Linked DNA regions of Pan troglodytes: region 1 is linked to region 2. The links are chromatin contacts, called in public Hi-C maps. All regions are on one chromosome and are shown on one strand. The core of a region is the stretch at or near the end of the contact, and the rest is flanking DNA. Distances in the headings are between cores, read along the strand shown.

Region 1 (4,851 bases), core at 1,858-4,357, 250 kb after region 2:
TTTCTAGCACTTGCCACAGCCTCAAACTCTCTAGTGCATAACACAACGAAACATCATAGCTCTCCTGTGTCTTGTGAGACCTTCCTACTGTGGACAGAATTCTCCTTGGGAGTGGGAAAAGGTTAAACCTACATTCATTCACAAGCATGAAGATTTTCCAAACCAAGTATGAGCATGTCCCTCCTCCATCTCACTGCCCTCTTCTGGGAAGAGACTGGTGAACTTGCAGAGGTCAAGAAGCCTCCTGAGAGAAGAGTTCACAAGCAACACTGACTCCTTCCTTTTGAAGATTCCCACTATTAGAAGATCTCTGATGGGCTGAGATGATTGAGTCTGGGACGATCTGGCAGAAAAGAAGTCCAAGTAGACCCTCCTCCAAAGCTCCCCATGGACCACTAGCAGCATTTGGATGTGGAGTCAGAGAACAAAAGAAACTTAGCCCTCCCTAAGTGTAGATTCCCCAACCCAATCAGTTAATGAGAAAGACTGAGGGGGAGCCTTGGTTCTTCCCTTCTTCAGCCCACAACAAGTCCCTTCAGACTGAGAGAGCACAAGAATTCTCAGATAAACAAGGTGGACTATCTCAAGAGGGACAAACTTCCTGTGAGTTTGGCTGTGGGGGTGGTTAAAGTGATTAGTCTGAACATTACAAACAGATGTAGTCATATGTGTCTTCCAAGCTAGTAAAGCAAGTTTTGTGTTGCAAGGGTCAAAGGCATTTTCAAAGTCAAAGAAATGTTATCAATCTATTCCTCATCTGCAAATCATACACCCCACACTGAAGGAGATATGTTCAAATTCTCACTGCCCACTTGTCCCCGCCTACTCAGTCTCTCCACACTCCTTCCTCCCAAGTGGAAAGGCAGCAGCAAGTGCTGATGGGGAGTCAGGGAATGAGGCAGGGGGATGAGTCTCAAAGGACCTTTGTTACTGTAGGTAGTCAGACATGAGCAGGGCAGGAAAGGGCCCCCCACCCCCGACCAGGAATGTCAGGCGACCATCGGGTGATGGTCTGGCGATTGTTAACTGTCTCTTTAAAATATTAATAATAATTGGTTGCAGCCAGCACTAGGGAAAGGCAGTCTTCCAATCGATAGAAACATCTGAAACTGGCGATCAGCAGCTTCCCAGTGAGATCACAGGGGCTTGGCAACTGAGCTCAAGCATGCGCACTAAGAGGAACAATGGCAGAGTTTAACTGGTATATGACCTTCCTCTAGGAATGCTGGACTGGTAAGGGAAAAACGCCTCAAGTGAGCATGCGCACGACCTCAGTAAACACTGCGCATGCGGCCTTCCCAAGTGCTGGCAAGCCACTATGTTTGTGGGCAGCCCACCCCAAGGGAAGCATCAGGGGAGATGGGTTGCGACCACCCGGAAGTGTGCCAACATATAAAACCCCGAGTCAAAGGTCAAACTGTGCACTTGATCTCTCAAGTCACCCTCCTGGAGCTCTTCCAAGTGTACTGTACTTCCTTTCATTCCTGCTCCAAAGCTGTTGAATGCACTTTCACTTCTGCTCTAAAACTTGCCTTGGTCTCTCATTCTGTCTTATGTCCCTTAGTCAAATTTTTTCTTCCAGGGAGGCAAGAATTGAGGTTGCTGCAGGCCAGTACAGAGTCATTGCTGTGAAGATACTTTGGTGCCGTGTGACTCAGATCCATCCACTAGCGGTCACACCGTGAACTTTTCAGATCCATCCCCTAGCGGTCACACCGTGAACTTTTCAGATCCATCCCCTAGCGGTCACACCGTGAACTTTGCTTTAGTCACGTGGCTTCTCCCGTCCCCTGCCATTATTCCCACTCAACGAAGTAATAGTCGGGCTCAAACACCACACGGAAGGCTTTGGCTGTAAAAAAGTTTTTGTTCTGGCTTCACATAAGGCTGAACTCTTTTTTTCTAAAGTGATCCAAGAGTAAGGATTATGTTTCTCTGAACGTACTGGATTTTGTATGAGGTCTCTGAGCCAGGACACATATTTTAAGTGAAATCACACAATCTCAAAGTATGTTTGTATAGCCCAATTTCATTTGGAAAAGCCAATACTGCTACACAAGGATTTTTTTTTTTAATTCCAAAGCAGTGAAGTAGTTGGAGCTCAATAGCCCAGAGATGTGAATTATGCTCTCAACTTCATTATTTTAATGTTTAATTTGAGCATTTTTTTTTTCTTTTGAGACAGAGTCTCACTCTTTCACCCAGGTCTTCGCCTCCCAGGCCCAAACAATCCTCCCATCTCAGCCTGAGGAGTAGCCGGGACTATGACCGTGTGCCACCACACCCAGATAATTTTTTAATTTTTTTGTAGAGACAGGGCCTCACTGTGTTGCCCAAGCTGGTCTTGAACTCCTGGGCTCAAGAGATCCTCTCATCTCGGCCTTTCAAAGTGCTGGAAATACATGTGTGAGCCAGTGCACCCAGCCTCAAGCATCTTCATTATGATATGTATAAATATGTATCTATTTCAGCAAAGAAGAGAACTCATCCAACAGCCCATACCAGACAAAGCAAAAATTGTATAATTTTACTTTTGGCAACATCTCTATTGCATTGACTGGAGAGGGTTTGGCACTTCCCATGGAAAGGATGGCAATTTAAAGTAAAATATTATTGAAAACTTTATCCACTTGTGTTGGAGCCAAGTAGCAAAAGAGGCACTAGAGTTTCTCCTGTCCTGCTGCTAACATCATGGTCTCAAGTCCAGGCACAGTATCTAGAAATACGTTTTGACATCCTGCCTGACGTCTTCCTGTAGCATGGCTGGCACCATAATTGCAGAAGAACATCCAGAGGCAGGTCCCTTTACTAACAGCCGTGCCTGCATTTCAACAGCCACTGGACTGCACCTGTGGAGAGAATCACTGCAGCCAAAATCTCTTTGTGGTAGACAAAAGCACCAAGAGCTTGTTGTGTTGAAATCAGGAAGGCACACTAGGGTGAGTAAGAATAATTTGCAGACAGACCAACCACTAACTCTATAGCCTCTTTCTAGAGGAGGTGAAAAATGCTTCCATTAAAATCCTGTATTTCACATTCTCTAAATATTTGAGCTTCCTGACAGGCATTCTTCTCGGAGTTGGGGAGGAAGCTTGACTCAGCTCAGCTTTGTAGGCCCATGAAGTCCTGAGGCACACACCAATGACAGGATACACTTGTGCAGCGTCCCAGGGTCAGGAGAGCTGGAGCAGGTCCAGCTCCTCCACAGCTTGGGGCATGGTGGGCAGGCAGCAGAGAGGAAAACAGTGGGAAAAGCGGGCAAGGACTAATTGAAAGCCAAGGTCGTTACTCTGATTCAATCATTCCTTCCTGGAAAGAGAGCGGTTTTGTGCTTAACCTCGTGGCCTAAGGTTTCCAGGATATTGCTGGCTCCTGGATCTCTCTGGGGCCAGCTTATTTACCAGGCTTCTAGGCCCAGGGACAGAAGGATGTCAGAGGAAATTACTCAAATGGGACACAAAGAGAAACCAAAGGCAAAGAAAAAGCTTTTAAAAATGCTGCTCACAGATCCTTCCAGTAGAAATTGCAATCAGTTAAACAGATGCCACATTTTTACTGCCCACTACAGCTTTAAAGTGTAGTTCATGGAGTTTCAGACTATTTAAATTTTTTTCCAAAAAGAGTGTCATTTGGAGAATGTCCAAAGGGAGAAAAGCAAATTGATAACTTCTAAAAAACTCAGTTTAACCTTTTACAAGCCCATCTCTGAATATGCCCAAATGTATGCAAGATCTTCCTTAAAGTTTTCCAGAGTGAGAGGACAAAGTGCCTGTCTACCAGGACAGCCTTCCCAGTTTCCTCCTACACAGTGTTGGCTGGAGCACGTCAAAGCAGACCGTGTTTTAACTTAGCGCTTTGCCATTCCTTGGCATGTGGTCAGTGACCTGAGAAGCAGAGTCCACACAGATGCAAGTGAGGATGCCAGGAATGGGGAGCGTGACCTGGAGGACCTCTGTGATGAACTCAATAAAACCAAGGTGAGCAGGGTCTCAGAGCAAGACAGTGGTGTCTATTGGACGTCTTTCTAAAGAAAAGACCCGATGAATCTCTGAAGATCTCCCTTGGGGACAATGAGGCAGATTTGTACCTTAACCCCAGAGGGCCAAAGTAGGAACAAAAGGGAAACAGGATTTAGTTCCATACAAGGAAGAACATTTTAGCTGGATGCCCCAGGAAGCAGTGAACCCCCTGACCTTGGCCTACCTCTAGTGTACCCCAGGTGACTGTTGCCGGGAAATCTGTGGAAGGGACTCTTGTGTTGTGTAGACAGCAGAACCAGCCTAGAGTGTCTGCAGTAAGTATTGACTCAGAGAAAGGCAGGGCAGTAAAGGGATATTTCCCCAAGGAAGGAGGCCTTCTGGTATCAGCATTTCAAGTTCCCAGCAAAGGCACATTCTGAAAAGGTCATTACACATAAGCACTGGAACTTCTGAGGGTAGGGCCTTAATGGATTCATTTTTGTGCTCCTCTGTAGTAAATGAATGGATGAGGAAGTGAGTGAATGGAAACTGATCTGCTCTCAAGGAGGGTGATAGGACACTATGTACCCCCAGCCTGGGGGACAAGCAGAGGAACAGCACAGGAAGGCTAGGAAAGTATGTTGGGGCAAGATTATGAAGACCCTTAAGAGGTAGATGGAAGAATTTGCATTTAATATGGCAAAATAAGCCTCAGCCTATGCCCCTGCCTAAGTGTAGGAAACGGTCAGCTCACACTCCCAAATCTCCCTAGCTCACAGCTCCAATATCCTCTTGCTCACACCTCAAGTCTCCCCCACCTCACACTCTAAATCACCCAAGGGCACACTCCAAATATCCCCTCGCTGAGGATGGTTGTAAAGTATTCCATGGG
Region 2 (4,806 bases), core at 1,128-3,627:
ACCTCAAGTGATCCACCCGCCTCAGCCTCCCAAAATGCTGGGATTACAGGCGTGAGCCACCGCGCCTGGCCTTATGCATGCATTTTCATGCTTCTGTAATTTTGCTACCCTCTATACCCATAAAGCCCTTCAGTCTTTTCCTATTTGGATAAATTCTGTTCATCTTTCAAAGGTCACCACCTCCATGAAGCCTTTTCTGATTTTCCTAGTCACAGTGAATGCTTTCTTCCTCCAGCTTCTCATAGTGCTTTGAGTCTTTCTCACAGCATTTAGCCCACTCTGTCTTCTCGTCCACATGCATATCTTGCTCATTAATTCTAGTTACTGAGTGCCTATTTGTACCATATTGGGGATACAGGGTAGTTGCAGAGAACCCACAGTCCAGTGGAAACCCAGAGTTGGGTAGAGTTTACAACCTTCATTGGACTAGGAGGCAGGAATCCCGTCTGCTCCTAGCTCAGGGCCTGGCACCAAAAGGTAGTCAGAAAAGTAACTTAAATGGAAACTCAGCATCAACGACTCTGAGAAAATTGAGTTAGATTTCAAAGGAAGGTTAAAAGTTGGCAAAGGTAGAGGGTGGGCAGGGGTCAGTTTTATTTTGTTGGAATATCCCAAGGGAATTTCCAGGCATGGTTGCAGTGAGTCTGGCATGAAGACCTGGCGTGGAAGCCAGAGACATCAAAGATCCCCAGGGGACTGGGATGGTGGGAAGGGATCACTGTCCTCCTCCAGGACCAGGCTGGGAGTTTGATGCAGGATCATTCGGACATTGATCCCACTCCAGCCATACGTCTTTTTGCTTTGACTGACCATACCATAGAGGCAAGCAGGCTGTTTCAAGGGCCCAGAAATGAGTTACTGGCTAAGGGTCAAGCCGGTCAGAAGACAACTACACTGTCCAGTTGGCACATGATAAAAGCAATACTGATGCAATTATCACTCCCATTGGAGGGTGGCCTGGCATTATTTGTCACTTAAATAAAAAACGTCATTTGAATTTTTACTAGGAATTCTCATCCAAAATATGTCAATGATAGAATGAAACCGCATGACCGGCTTGCCAAAGTAAACTAAGTCCTAACTACACACGAGCATTAGAAATTGTGTGTATCTCAGAAAACTGCTCTACCCTGAGGCCTGACAGCAGGAGGGGGTCTTGCTGGGGTTCGGACGGGGAAGCGCCTTATTCATTGACGGTATTCTACAGTAGTCACCCCAATCATGTTACCACTCACCTCACTTTACACTGTCTGCTGCTTACCTGTGAATACGAGCTCAAGATAGTGAGAGATAAGCCTTGGTGTTTTCTGTGCATCTCTCTTTTCTTTAATGGAATACAATTCTGAAAATAATATTAAACAGCACCCAGTCATTCTCAGAAAGCCGTCACACAAGGAAGAAACCACTATTTTCCCAAACTTTTTGTACAGGAAATTATAATCTGTAATCTCATCTTCTGCCACCTACCTCAGAAGTTTCGATCTAGACATACATGTATTCAGTGAGTGGCAATTCAGCCTGGGGGGTGGAGTGTCAGGATTCAAGTCTTTTTGCTGCGGGGTAACCCCAGGTCCCAGTGATTTCCATAGACAAAAGAGATGCTGGTAAATTTGGGATGTAATTGGCGGATTGGACCGGTCTCCCCGCTCCCTCGACCAATGGCTGTCACGCGGTCCCTTTAAGAAACCAGGAATCCGCCCGGAGTCGGAGCCCAAAACAGATCCTCTTCTCTGCTTCTCCCCTGTCCCCGCGCGGCGAATGGTTCGCGCCGGCCTATATTTACCCGAGATCTTCTTCCCGGACGGCAAGGATGTGAGGCAGGCGAGCCGGACGCCGCTCGCAGCACCGGAGAGGGCGCGCTGCAAAGGCGGGCAGCAGACCGTGGAGAGCCCGGGAGCGGAGCTGGACACCGCCTCGGAGGGAAGAAATGAGGTAGCGGCGGTTCCCGGACCCGGCCATGCCCGTCCCCTGTCCTCGGAGCCCAGCGCTGTCTCGGCCAGGCCAGCCCGGACACTGAGCGGGCCGAGCGCGAGTCCCCGGCGTCCGGCGGAGCGAAGATGCAGTGAGTCCCCGCGGGACTGCTGCGCGGGGCCCGCCGCGGCCAGCCGGACCCAGCATCCGACCGCACTTTGGGCGAGCTGCTGACTCTTGAGACCAGCCCAGCCGAGGGGCTTTCCGTCTCCAGCACCCCTCGGAGGTGGGGAGCACCGGCCCCTGGGCACACTCGCTGTGGAGTTTCCGCGGGTTTTGGCCCCAGTCCTGAGGGTTGTGTGTGTTAGGGGACCCACCTCACGTTCGCCGAGGAGTTCCTGCATATTCTCGCACCATCCCGGGTGCTGTTGCTGGGGCTCTCTTTATTTATTTGCACGCGCGCTTCTAGCTTTTTTCCTGACATTTTCCACTCCACGCTCGTTCTCTCTCCCTTGCATTTTGTTGCTTGCCTGAGACTCTTTGCTCTCGCCCTTGCCCAGGCTGGGGTAATTCTGTGTGCGCGCGTGTCTCCCCCGCACCAACCTTTTTTGCACACTCGAAGCTGAATATTTTCTTTTTTAGAAAATTTACCCCCACCCCCTGCGGGGTTCCTAAGCACTCTCTCTGCTCCCCTCCCCCCAACTCCCTACCACTGGGCCGCTGCCAGTAGTTTTATTTTTCGATCTTGCCCGGGCCGAGCCCGGCAGGGGCCGGTGGCTCAGCGGGCCTCGCACCCGGCGCTCCGCCGCCGCCGCCGCCCAGCTGCGCCGGGGCGCCCTCCGGAGATGCTGCCGTGGAAGAAGCACAAGTTCGAGCTGCTGGCCGAGGCGCCGCCGCGGCAGGCGTCCAAGCCCAAGGGCTACGCTGTGAGCCTGCACTACTCGGCGCTGAGCTCGCTGGCGCGGGCGTGCCCCGAAGGCGCGCTTAGCCGGGTGGGCAGCATGTTCCGCTCCAAGCGCAAGAAGCTGCACATCACTAGCGAGGACCCAACTTACACCGTGCTCTACCTGGGCAATGCCACCACCATCCAGGCGCGCGGCGACGGCTGCACCGACCTTGCTGTGGGCAAGATCTGGAGCAAGAGCGAGGCGGGCCGTCAGGGCACCAAGATGAAGCTGACGGTGAGTGCGCAGGGTATCCGCATGGTGCACGCCGAGGAGCGCGCGCTGCGCCGCCCGGGCCACCTCTACCTGCTGCACCGCGTCACCTACTGCGTGGCCGACGCGCGGCTGCCCAAGGTCTTCGCCTGGGTGTACCGGCACGAGCTGAAGCACAAGGCCGTGATGCTGCGCTGCCACGCCGTGCTGGTGTCCAAGCCCGAAAAGGCGCAGGCCATGGCCCTGCTGCTCTACCAGACGTCGGCCAACGCGCTGGCGGAATTTAAACGCCTCAAGCGGCGGGACGACGCGCGTCACCAGCAGCAGGAGCTGGTGGGCGCACACACCATCCCGCTAGTGCCGCTGCGCAAGCTGCTCCTACACGGACCCTGCTGCTATAAACCGCCGGTGGAGCGCAGCCGCAGCGCGCCCAAGCTCGGCTCCATCACCGAGGACCTGCTCGGCGAACAGCAGGAGCAGGAGCTGCAGGAGGAAGAGGAAGAGGAGCAACCCGAGGGCTGCCCGGAGGAGGAGGAGAACCGTGCGGCAGAGGGAGATCCAGCAGAGGAGGAGGCCGCCGAGGCGCAGCGTGCGCTAGTGGTCGCCATGCACTTTGAGTGCGGGGACTTGTTGGATACTCTGGAGAATGGCCGTGGGGAGGCGCTAGGAGGCGGCGGGGGCTCCCTGGGCCCGGGGGCCGGGCCTCCGCCTCTGCTGCTGGGCAGCGCCTCCGACATGAAGGCTGAGCTGTCGCAACTTATTAGCGACCTGGGCGAGCTCAGCTTCGGCAACGACGTGCGCACCCTGCAGGCCGACTTGCGGGTGACGCGCCTGCTGTCGGGCGACAGCACGGGCAGCGAGAGCTCCATCGAGGGCGGGGGCCCTGACGCCACCTCCGCCACCGCCGGGGACTCGTCCGGCCAGGCCGACGGCGCCAGTGCAGACGAGCCCCACTCGGGCTGAGCTCCTCCGCGCGTCGCCGGCGCTCCACCGTGGCTACCCATCCGTGGTCCCGACAACCTCCCTGTCCCTTGCCCGCCCCCAGGAAGGGGGAAATGGGGCATTTGGGGCCCAGACCTACACTTGGAGCCCAGGTCCAGCGTTCCCCCGACCGCTTCCCCCTACCTCCCGGCCCCCGCTCCCGCCCCAGCACTTTTGGCTCTGTTGCGCGTGGGGATGCGGGGAGATTTGAGAGGGGAAAACCCCGCCAGGAGGGAGAGAGAGGCACCCCTCTGGGATGCGGGTGAGGGAAGGTTGGCTGAAGTTCCTAGTCTCAGGCCGTAGGTGCCTGGCCAGTTTCCTGTTTGTGGGGCAGCTGGGGCCTGAGGAGGAGGGGTTCACTTCCTCCTCCCACCCCCTGGGAGCGGCCCTGCGCTGTCACTGACATCTCATTAAAAAAAAAAAAAAAAAATGTGCTCTCAAGGTGTTTGAGGCTTTAATGCAACCCTTTAGCCCTTGGTTCTTTTTGGTGCAAGAATTCTGGCTGTTTACCTCAGACTCACACCCCTGAAATGTTGCCAAATTCTTCAAATAACTGTTTGGGGGGTGGGGGGAGATGAAAGAGAGTTGCATTTTGTTTACAGTTAAAGACATCCAATATCTTAAAAAGGAGTTTTCCTTTAGAAACACACACACCCTTCCTCTTGCTCAAAAGATCGCACTCCATGATACTGTGTAAAATATTTTTGCACTGTTGTGAAGTATTTTTGACTTTTTTCTGTACATAACTGTGTTCTCA

Evidence for each region. A called contact is a pair of places that touch in the nucleus more often than the background predicts.
Region 1: a Hi-C map of stem cell-derived neural progenitor cells shows a contact between it and region 2, with 2.4 times the contacts expected there. The contact joins the enhancer-like site here to the promoter of LOC134809509 in region 2. A contact is called at or near these places in 1 of 7 Hi-C or Micro-C datasets (stem cell-derived neural progenitor cells) and 1 of 1 datasets of contacts at active chromatin or transcription factors (stem cell-derived excitatory neurons).

What each region holds. Positions count from the first base shown.
Region 1 is chr2:198,114,639-198,119,489 of NHGRI_mPanTro3-v2.0_pri, forward strand. No RefSeq gene overlaps it. Among named protein-coding and RNA genes, the nearest start is that of FAM43A, 250 kb to the left of the region's middle. Within about 2 kb of position 3,108, at least 3 of the 24 cell types and tissues checked have an H3K27ac peak or open chromatin away from gene starts, as enhancers often do. A contact at or near this core is called in stem cell-derived neural progenitor cells, where this site is marked.
Region 2 is chr2:197,866,785-197,871,590 of NHGRI_mPanTro3-v2.0_pri, forward strand. It overlaps LOC134809509, which reads right to left and starts at 2,378. Exons shown (of 3, transcript XM_063806429.1): 1 at 1,784-2,378; 2 at 1,262-1,342. The coding sequence starts at 2,315. FAM43A (family with sequence similarity 43 member A) reads left to right here and starts at 2,440. Exons shown (of 1, transcript XM_516959.8): 1 at 2,440-4,806. The coding sequence starts at 2,757. The coding sequence ends at 4,031.